Linked DNA regions of Mus musculus: region 1 is linked to region 2. A link is a contact called in public HiChIP or PLAC-seq data. All regions are on one chromosome and are shown on one strand. Each heading gives the region's core, a stretch centred on a gene start, on an enhancer-like site or on the middle of the called end of the contact. The rest is flanking DNA. Distances are from core to core; before and after follow the strand shown.

Region 1 (4,271 bases), core at 642-3,141, 470 kb before region 2:
TGGTTGGTTTGTATACGGTGACTCTCTTTTTGTCTGTCCTTGTGGTTTTTAGTGTGCGGCGGGGCAGGGGAATTGTTAATCTTGTTTTGGAAGCTTAGTAAGTTTAACCGTTAAAACTATGTTTCTATCTTTGTTTAGTCAGCCAGCTTCCTGATCTGGCTCTGCACTTGGCCTGCTAGTACAGTTTGAAGGGGGAAGGTACTGGGTAGTCTTGAATTTAATTTGGATATTACATTCCCCCCTTTCTCTTTGGTACATTTCAATCCTGAAATGATGTCTTACTTTGTTGTAGCTACTGATATTATTGTCTGAACATCAAAACTTGTAGTGTACTTAAGCAATTAAGGATGTATGGGCCAAAGGTTAAGGACAGAAAACAGGATAAGAAGGGGTAGTGAGTAGGGCTAGGTGGGGACCCTTCCATCGATGCTCAAGGGTCTGAGCGTGATCCAGGTGCACGCAGATTAGATCTCCGACTGGAACTGGTGAAATGTCTTTGGGGTACCCGGCTCGTTCGCTGTCACCAGTTGGATCAGACTTCTTTTTGTATCACCTGTAAGTCTTTTAACTTAGCATACAGAGCATTATTATAACAACATGTGGGTTTAATTATATTATTTAAACAGTGGTGGACATGGGAGCCCCATAAAGGATCTCAAAAAAAAGTGAGACTGAATTAAAAGGAAGTATTTTTAGTTTTAAACAGGGCAAGGGGAAGGAGCACTATCTGGTCTGTAGCCATGGGTAATTTTGTCGAGGTCTCTTTTAGGGTTCTATGAATCCTTTCTACCTGTCCTGAGCTCTGAGGTCTGTATACACAGTGTAATTTTTATTTGACCTCTAAATACTTAGCCACGCCCTGACTTACCTGGACAACAAAGGCAGGGCCATTAATTGGCCTTATTGCTTTTGGCACTCTAAACCTTGGAAAAATTTTTTCAATAATCTTTTTGATGACTATCTGAGCAGTCTTATTTTTACAGGGGAAAGCTTTTATCTATTTTAAGAATGTTTACAAAAGCCAGAAGGTATTTATATCTTATCTGTTTTCAGTAAAGTCTACTTCCCAGTAGACTCCAGGTCTGTCTTCCTGATCTCTTCTCTGGATCCACCATGGTGTGGCAGACATTGACTTTTTGGCAGGGCACACACTTTTGCACCACCTACTCTATAAGGTGTTTTAAACCTGGTACATGATACTTAGTTTTGGAAAATGTCTGGATGAGCTTGCTGACCCCTACGTAAGTCCACTGGAGCATCTGTTTGATCATAGCCTCTGATTGTCTTTGTGGCAGGAATTTTCTTTCCATGGAGGTGTACCACAGTCTCTTATTTTTGTTGAACTGGTGACTGGAATCTTTGGAAATGAAGGCTAAGTCTTTTGCTATGTAGGCAAACTCGGGCTCCATTGCCAGGAGCACCCGCAGGGCCATGGCTGTAACTGTTCGTGCCTCTCAGTCTGTCACGTTGTTGTCCCTTGTTATCATGGGTTCTCTCTTCTGGTGACTAGGACAGTGGATGATGTTTACCTTGGCAGAGCCATGGAGGGCCTCAGTAGATCCAGTACTACTTCTTTGTTCTTAATTCCTTTTCCTCCCGACGTCAGTAGACTCCTCTGTTGATATATGGCCTCATGGACGTGGTCTGTGGCAAAAGCGTACCTGCTATCCATGTAGATGTTGAGTCTTTTTCTTTTTTTTTTTATTTCAAGGCCTTAGTGTGGACGATCAGTTCTGCCTTTTGAGCCAATGTGTTCTCTGGCAGGGCCTGTGTCCAGCTACCACAGCTGCTGGTCTGTCAGATCTTCACGCCAGTCTTGTCTGGGAGCAGGGTAGCTAAGTTCAGACTTGCGGGGGGCAAAAGTGACTCTACCAGAGTTGAGCAACAGAATCTGGTAATGAGTCATGCGAGCATTAGTCAGCCATCGATCGGGGCTGATCCACACTTTTTAGGGCATGCACTAAGTTCTGTCCCAGAGTCAATTTATCTGCTTCCTTGACCAGTAACGTTACAGCAAACAAGCCGGCCATCCTACAGCCACAGGGTCTAATTTTTTAGATACGTATGCCACAGGTCTTTTCTAGAGCCTCAGTCTCTGAGTAAGAACTCCTTTTTGGCAATATCTTTGTTCTCAGTCACATCTGGGAGGCCTAAAGCTGGAGCCAACATTAGGGCAGTCTTAATGGCATCAAAGGCCTGTTGTTTTTTTATTTTTTTTCATATGAAGGGCTGTTTATCTCTTTAATTTAGCAAATTCTGGAATCCACAGGCTGTAAAGGCCCGCAGTGCCCAGGAATTTTCTAACTTGTCTTGAATTGGTTAGTGGGTGAATATGAAACACAGTCCCTGTTTTAGTTTTAGAGAGCCACATTGTCCCTTTTCTTCTTTTTGTTGGAGCAGTCTCTCACCCAGTGTCTTTTTTTTTCTTTACAGTAAACATTGATCTTTAGCCAAAGGCGCTCTGCAGCTGCTGCCCAGGTACTATCTATCTTACTAGCCTCTCTAGCTTTCCTGACTATTGTGGCCAATAATTTATCTTATCCCTTTTTAATTTCTTGGCTTCTTATTTGTTGTTGTTGTTGTTTATCATTTTTAAGTGCTAACATTATCAGCATGTGCCACTTCGCTAGGCTCTCGTCCTTGTTATGTGTTTCATTACAAGCATGCTAGGGCACTACATATTATTTCTCATAACAGACAATCTTGAAGCAACATGAAAAAGCAGGTTACAGACAAACAAAACTTCATTATTCACATGTTACACACATATCATTAAAATGTTCACAACACTGTATTTGTGGGTAAAGGACCACAGGTAAATAGCCTGGTGTAAATTAAAAACACGATAGTCTGGGGGTTGGTGAGATGGCTCAGTGGGTAAGAGCACCTGACTGCTCTTCTGAAGGTCTGGAGTTCAAATCCCAGCAACCACATGGTGGCTCACAACCATCCATAACGAGATCTGACTCCCTCTTCTGGAGTGTCTGAAGACAGCTACAGTGTACTTACATATAATAAATAAATAAATCTTTTTTAAAAAATAAAATAAAATAAAAAAACACGATAGTCTGTAACTCCTTGGAATGTTTGTGGAGAGCCATCATCGTATTTTCTAACATGACCCACATTTAGAGCAAGGGGTGACCAAGTGGAAGGAAAAAGAAACTGTAGTCTCAGGGAAACATACAAATTAAGTAATCTCTTGATAGAACACAAACTAGTGATGCCTAAATATCAAGTCACCGGAGGACTTGCTCATCACTTACCATGCTCTTAGTTCCATAAATGCCTTTTGAACAACACCAAATCTACACACATTTAACATAAGCAAGCGATACAGTGTCACCTCACCCAGCCTAACACATTTCTTCAGAGAGCAACATTGTTCACCCATGGATATACTTTGTTCAAATTGCTTTATAAATGTTAGCTTACAGAGTAGCGACTTTATAAGGCTTCTTCATGTGTCCTTGCTCTTGGCTAACCCGACTTAACCCTCTCCTCTCCCCAGTCCTCCAAGCCCCTGATTCCCACTTAAATCTGAAATCCCTCCATTTTCAAGCTGCCTGTGTTCTGCATCCCCCTCAGAATTTTTTTTTCTTGTGTGGAGGTTTGTAGATTTGAATGTAGGAAGCCTTCACTCTGGCTAAGCCTCCCCCAACCCAGCCTTTCCCATCCCCACACCTCCTCACGTGTGATTTAGCCCACGTCCCCTCATGTGCATGGTGTTTCTCTTCAGTCTGAGGTATTACCCCCATGTCCTCTGTAGAGCGGCCTATGGTCACAAATACCTTTCATCTGTTTTTGCTGGGGAAAGCTTTTATTTCCCCTTGAATTTTAATAGTTTCCTGGTTGAGAATTTTGGTCTTTCAGAACTTGGAATGTCTTTCCACACGTCTGGCCTTAAATGTTTCTACTGTGTGGCTGCAGAGATGGCTCAGTAGAGGACTTGGATTTGGTTCCTAGTACCCACGGGGCAGCCAAGAACCATCTGTAACTCCAGTCACACAGGATTTGATTCCCTTTTCTGGCCTCTGCACACTGTATGTATGTGGTGTACAAACACACATACAGGCAAAAAGGCCCATACACATAAAATAAATATGTGTAAAATGTCTCTAGAGTAATCAAGTGTTATCATTCATAAGTCAGGTGAGTCTACCTTTATAAATAACTGAACCTTTCTCTCTTTTTTTAAGATTTATTTATTTATTTATTTGTTTATTTATTTATTTATTTATTTCCTGTATGTAAGTGTACTGTCACTGACA
Region 2 (4,689 bases), core at 1,080-3,579:
CTCTTTCTGCCACTCTGGTAAAGCACTCGCCACAACCAACGGGATTGCTGGCCCACCTAGCTACACCCAGCCCCACTGTAAGGAAGCCCAGTGTCCCTAGCTGGGATGAATCCACTCAGGAGAGCTTGCTGGGACAGTACCCAAACTCAGTGGGTTTGGCAGTTGTGTTGGCACCAAGGACTTAGAACCACTCGTCTGCCCAGGTTGATGGACTCTGCAGCAGCTCCGGCCGTGGACTCAGTAGGAGCCACAAGGCAAGTGGCCTCCTTCCTGGGCAGTTTGGGGACATGCCAAACCCATCCAGCTCCTGTGTTTGGCACTGACTGGCCCCAGGGTCCAGCTCCTTTCTCTGTCTGGCCTCAAGCCAGCACATAGGGATGAGACGGGGCCTCCCAGGCTGGGCCTGGACCTAAGCGGGGCCTGCAAGTTCCTGCAAGGGAGCAATGTACTCTTTCCTTTAAAGCTACCAACAAAAACAATGGTGATTGACAGGAGGTGAATATGGGGCCTCACCAGCTGGCCCTTGGCAGTGGACACCCCAGGGGCTAGGCTGGGAGGCCTGTGGAGGTGGGGGCGCCATGGGCTGGATGAAGTGGTTCAGGTGCTGGCTGAGGAGGGTCTGGAAATGGGAGGCACCCATCCATGGGGCTATGGCACATACAGGGTTTTCACAGAGAACCTCCTGCAGCCAGGCAGGTGGGCCGTGGGATGGATGCACAGGACACACGCGCAGAAGAAGGCTGGCCTTGCCCGCCTCACAGCTTAGATCAGAAACCTCTCAGCATCAGGAAGGAAGGCAGGCTCCGGGAGGCCGGGGGGCCCGCAGTTGGCCCGCTGTGGGAAGCTCCTGAGAGGCAGGGCTGGCAGCAAGGTATCCACCGAGGCAGGTGAAGTTGAGCTCTGAGCTGCTGGCCGGGCTTTCCCAAGTCCTGGCTGGCCAGACCCTGAAGGAGCCCTGTTTCCCATCAGTAGGTCGAGGTTCAAGCTGGGGTCCACGATGGCATTGATGACTGGAGGAAGAGATCAAAGAGTCCAGTTGAGAATCTGGCTATAAGCCTCTGAGGTCGCCCTTGCCTGCCCTAGGTCTGGGCCACACCTACCTTCTAACTGCTTCTGTACGCGTCGAAGTTCCTTCAGGATGGAGCTGATTTCCTGGGAGGACAGAGAGGAGGAAGGTTGGAGGGCAAGAGTAGGAACATGCAGGGCCCCCAGGGCCTCCTGGTGGACTTGGATTAAGGATGTGGCTCAGACCAGCTCAGCAACGCCCACTGGCTGGGAGCCAGGCCGGAGGATGGGGGTCCAGGCCCGAGGGTAGAGGTCCAGGCCCGAGGATGGGGGTCCTGGCCCGAGGATGGGGGTCCAGGCCCGAGGATGGGGGGCCAGGCTCAAGGATGAGGGTCCAGGCCCGAGGATGGGGGGCCAGGCCCAAGGATGGGGGGCCAGGCCCAAGGATGGGGGGCCAGGCCCGAGGATGGGGGGCCAGGCTCAAGGATGGGGTCTCTGTCTCTCACCTTGTTGGATGTCTTCAGGATGGGTACTTCATTCTCAGAGTTGATTCTGGCCTCTAAGTCCTCCCAGGCCCGGCCTGTATTCTGGAAGAGGACCCTGAGAGGGGAGCAGGGACAAGGGCAGTGACAGAGAACACAGAACAGCTGCTCCCCTGATATTCTCTGGCCATAGTAGAGCTGATTCAAGAGGGAAACTGACACCCGGAGCAGGAGTGTGGCTAGCTACCTCATGCTCAGATGGGAACAGCTCAGATAGGGCCAGAGAGAGAGAGGAAGCAATGGGGCCCCGACCCCAGGGAGCAGTGAAGACACACAGAGACTGGCTACCCACATGTGACCTATCAGGCTGCATACTATTGCTAGATGCAGCACACGTGACCTGTTGGCACCCAGGGACTACCCGCTTACTTCATCTTCTCAGCAAGATGCTCCGTGTTTTCACGAATGGCATGTGACAGCTGGGACACCGGGTTTAGCATCAGATTATCAAAGATCACCTGGAAGGACCTGGGCATTAGTATGGCCGGGGCCCTCCCCTCTCCACCCAGCTAGCTGGCCTCCATCCAGACACTAAGACACGCCCCAACCCGCAGCTACGCAATGTCAGAGGGGCACCGTGCCTCCTCACGGTTCCGAGGCCTCGTCTTGTTGGTCAGAGCATCGTCTCGGCTGTCATTCATGTTCTGGTCCAAGTTGTGAGAGTTCATAGAGCCAGGCGGCACTTTCTGGAAGTTCAGGCTGGCCTCTGGTATACGCTGTACCAGCTGCAGAGAACAGAGCATTGGCTCGGCTGATGCAGAGGAACCACTAGGGGGTGCAGTGAGCCCCTGCACTGCTTCAGTCAGAGAAGAGATAAAACAGGACGTGACAGGCCTGGGCCCGTCTGCATCTGCTCCGGATCCCTCCCAACGCCCACTCCCTTGGAAGGACAAGTTTCCACAGCACAAGCTCTCGGGATTCTGTAAGGATTCTTATTACAGCCCTCACACCAAGAAGCACATGGTGGATTTGACCCTGGCAGATGAGCATGTGCCCTTGAGAGGCCTGAACTCACCTCTTCCCGGGCTGAGATGGTTGAGGCAGGGGTGTTGGGCACATTCCCGAGAGATGGGCTGCGAGTGGGGCCTGGGGAGCCCAGTGAGTCCCCGTCTCCAGCCACATCATGGATCTCCCTGGCCAGGATGGCCACATCCTTCACTAGTGTCTGGCTTAGCCTGCAGCCAACAGGAAAAAACAAGTTCTGCTAGTGGTCCTCTTGGGAGAGCCCCAGTGCACAGAGGAGGGCGGTGAGGACCCACAAGCATCCTGTGCAGAGTCAGGTCCAACTCCACTGCCTGAGGCTGTGCTGGGTAAAGGCCTGGGCCTGAGGTACATGGCCTGCCCGAGCTGGGCCTGGGGTGTGTGGGGGTCTGACAGAAGCGTAGGGTCCCCAGACGTTCTCCTCTTCCTGCACACCAGAGCTAGTCACTGGCCATCAGGCCCTCCCAGAATGGATGTAACGTAGCCTCAGAGTGCATGGGCACCACCTTGGTGAGCAAGGAAACAGAGGCACGGGAGGAGTGAATAGGGGCTCCTGAGTCCAAAGGTCAGAGTTGTAGAGGGACCTTGTGGCTCTTCCAGTATGGCTGAGAGCTAAGTTCTGATCACACCATGGGGGAGCACACATCTGACAAGGGTCCTGGGGCTTGTCCCAGTGAGGCACCTGGGCAGCCAGGAGACAGACGACAAAGTAGGCAGCAGCAATTCCCTGGGCTTGCTGCTTTGAGGACACCAGTCTAACTAGGTTCCTGGACACATGGCCAGCCCCGTCTTTAGGGAGGTCCCTGAAGGGCCCACATCCTCTCTCTTGCCTTCACAGTTCTTCAGGCTCATTACCACCATGATCCACACACTTGAACCCTCAGCTCCAGACTTAGGGTATCCTACGACTCTCCTCTTGGGTCTACGTAGGACCTGCATCCTAGGCCTTTGCCATACCTGCCTCTCTCCAAAAGCTTCGTCATGGTTCCCCAGATGGGTGACCCAGGCTTCTCATGGTTCTGACATCAAGAGAGCACAGAAGCAGGTCCCCCTGACTCTAGGTGACACCAAACCTCCAAATGTTCCCACTTCTTCCTGTGCTGCTTCTCTTGGGGCCTCTTTCTACAGGGAAACTGCAGCAGTCTCCTGGGCCCACCAGGAAGGCACACCAGAGCTTGAGAAGCCCACACGGGCCACACCTCTTCCTGCTCCTTCTTATACTGAGACCTGAGGAGCCTTTGTCCCTTTGGGTCTCACTCAAGGGCCATACATCCTCCCGTACACCCCGCCTGCCTCTCAGGAGGACCCTCTTTGTCAACCCATCTCTCTTACCCTGTCCTCTATGTGACCTCATTCTACCACGGCCTCAGCTTCTGCCTGTGAGGTTACAGTAACTGTGCCCCCATCCACACATGGGCCACTCATGAGGGCCATCTGTTTCTGGTCACCTTCTCAGTGTCTCAAGAGCTCTCAAGAACAGCAACCTCAACAAAATTCCTGAGGTCCACCTTGTTCCTAGGGGACATCTCTACAAGCTTTCCAGTGCCTGGGCACCAGGACACTGGCCATAGCCAGCTAGATCCATCTCCACACACCCTTTCCCAGAACACATCCCAAAGAATGGCCTCATGAGGAAGTTTATTTGGAATAAACTGTGGTCACACTAGCTCCTTGAACCCAAAGTTCCCCGCCCTCCTAGAGAGACACCCACCGGTCCACCTATCCATCCACCCATCCATCCAAATATCTACTCATCAACTGAGCCATCGCCTAGTGACTAATCCATCCATCCACATACCCACTCATTTATTCATTTATACACCTCTTTGTTGTTGCTGTTATTGATTTTGAGACAGGATTTCTCTGCGTAGCCCTGGCTGTTCTAGAACGAACTCACTCTGTAGACAAGGCTGGCCTCAAACTCACAGAGATCTGCCTGCCTCTCCCTCCCAAGTGCTGAGATTAAAGGCATGGCACCAGGGGGTCTCATCCACCCACCCACCCACTCACATAGCCACCACCCACCAAATAATCTCTAAATCTACTCAGGGTCAGAAGCCCAGCCTAGCCCTGGCCCTTAGGCTGCTCTCAGCCAAGGGAGGGGGCCTCTGGCCTGGCCCTGACTGGTCACTCACCTAGCAATCTCTGCGATCTCTGCTGT

What was found. HiChIP or PLAC-seq counts read pairs in DNA pulled down with a chosen protein or histone mark.
Region 1: a contact with region 2 is called in a FOXA1 HiChIP or PLAC-seq map of pancreatic cancer cells. The contact joins two enhancer-like sites. A contact is called at or near these places in 1 of 115 datasets of contacts at active chromatin or transcription factors (pancreatic cancer cells) and 1 of 9 other capture datasets (adipose tissue).

Annotation. Positions count from the first base shown.
Region 1 is chr12:113,208,396-113,212,666 of GRCm38.p6, reverse strand. No RefSeq gene overlaps it. Among named protein-coding and RNA genes, the nearest start is that of Gm25622, 3.6 kb to the left of the region's middle. Within about 2 kb of position 1,891, at least 23 of the 459 cell types and tissues checked have an H3K27ac peak or open chromatin away from gene starts, as enhancers often do. A contact at or near this core is called in pancreatic cancer cells, where this site is marked.
Region 2 is chr12:112,740,986-112,745,674 of GRCm38.p6, reverse strand. Cep170b (centrosomal protein 170B) reads right to left here. Exons shown (of 19, transcript NM_001024602.3): 13 at 4,664-4,689; 14 at 2,563-2,722; 15 at 2,129-2,272; 16 at 1,917-2,005; 17 at 1,512-1,605; 18 at 1,101-1,152; 19 at 1-1,010. The coding sequence ends at 763. Among named protein-coding and RNA genes, the nearest start is that of Mir6940, 10 kb to the right of the region's middle. Within about 2 kb of position 2,329, at least 128 of the 459 cell types and tissues checked have an H3K27ac peak or open chromatin away from gene starts, as enhancers often do. A contact at or near this core is called in pancreatic cancer cells, where this site is marked.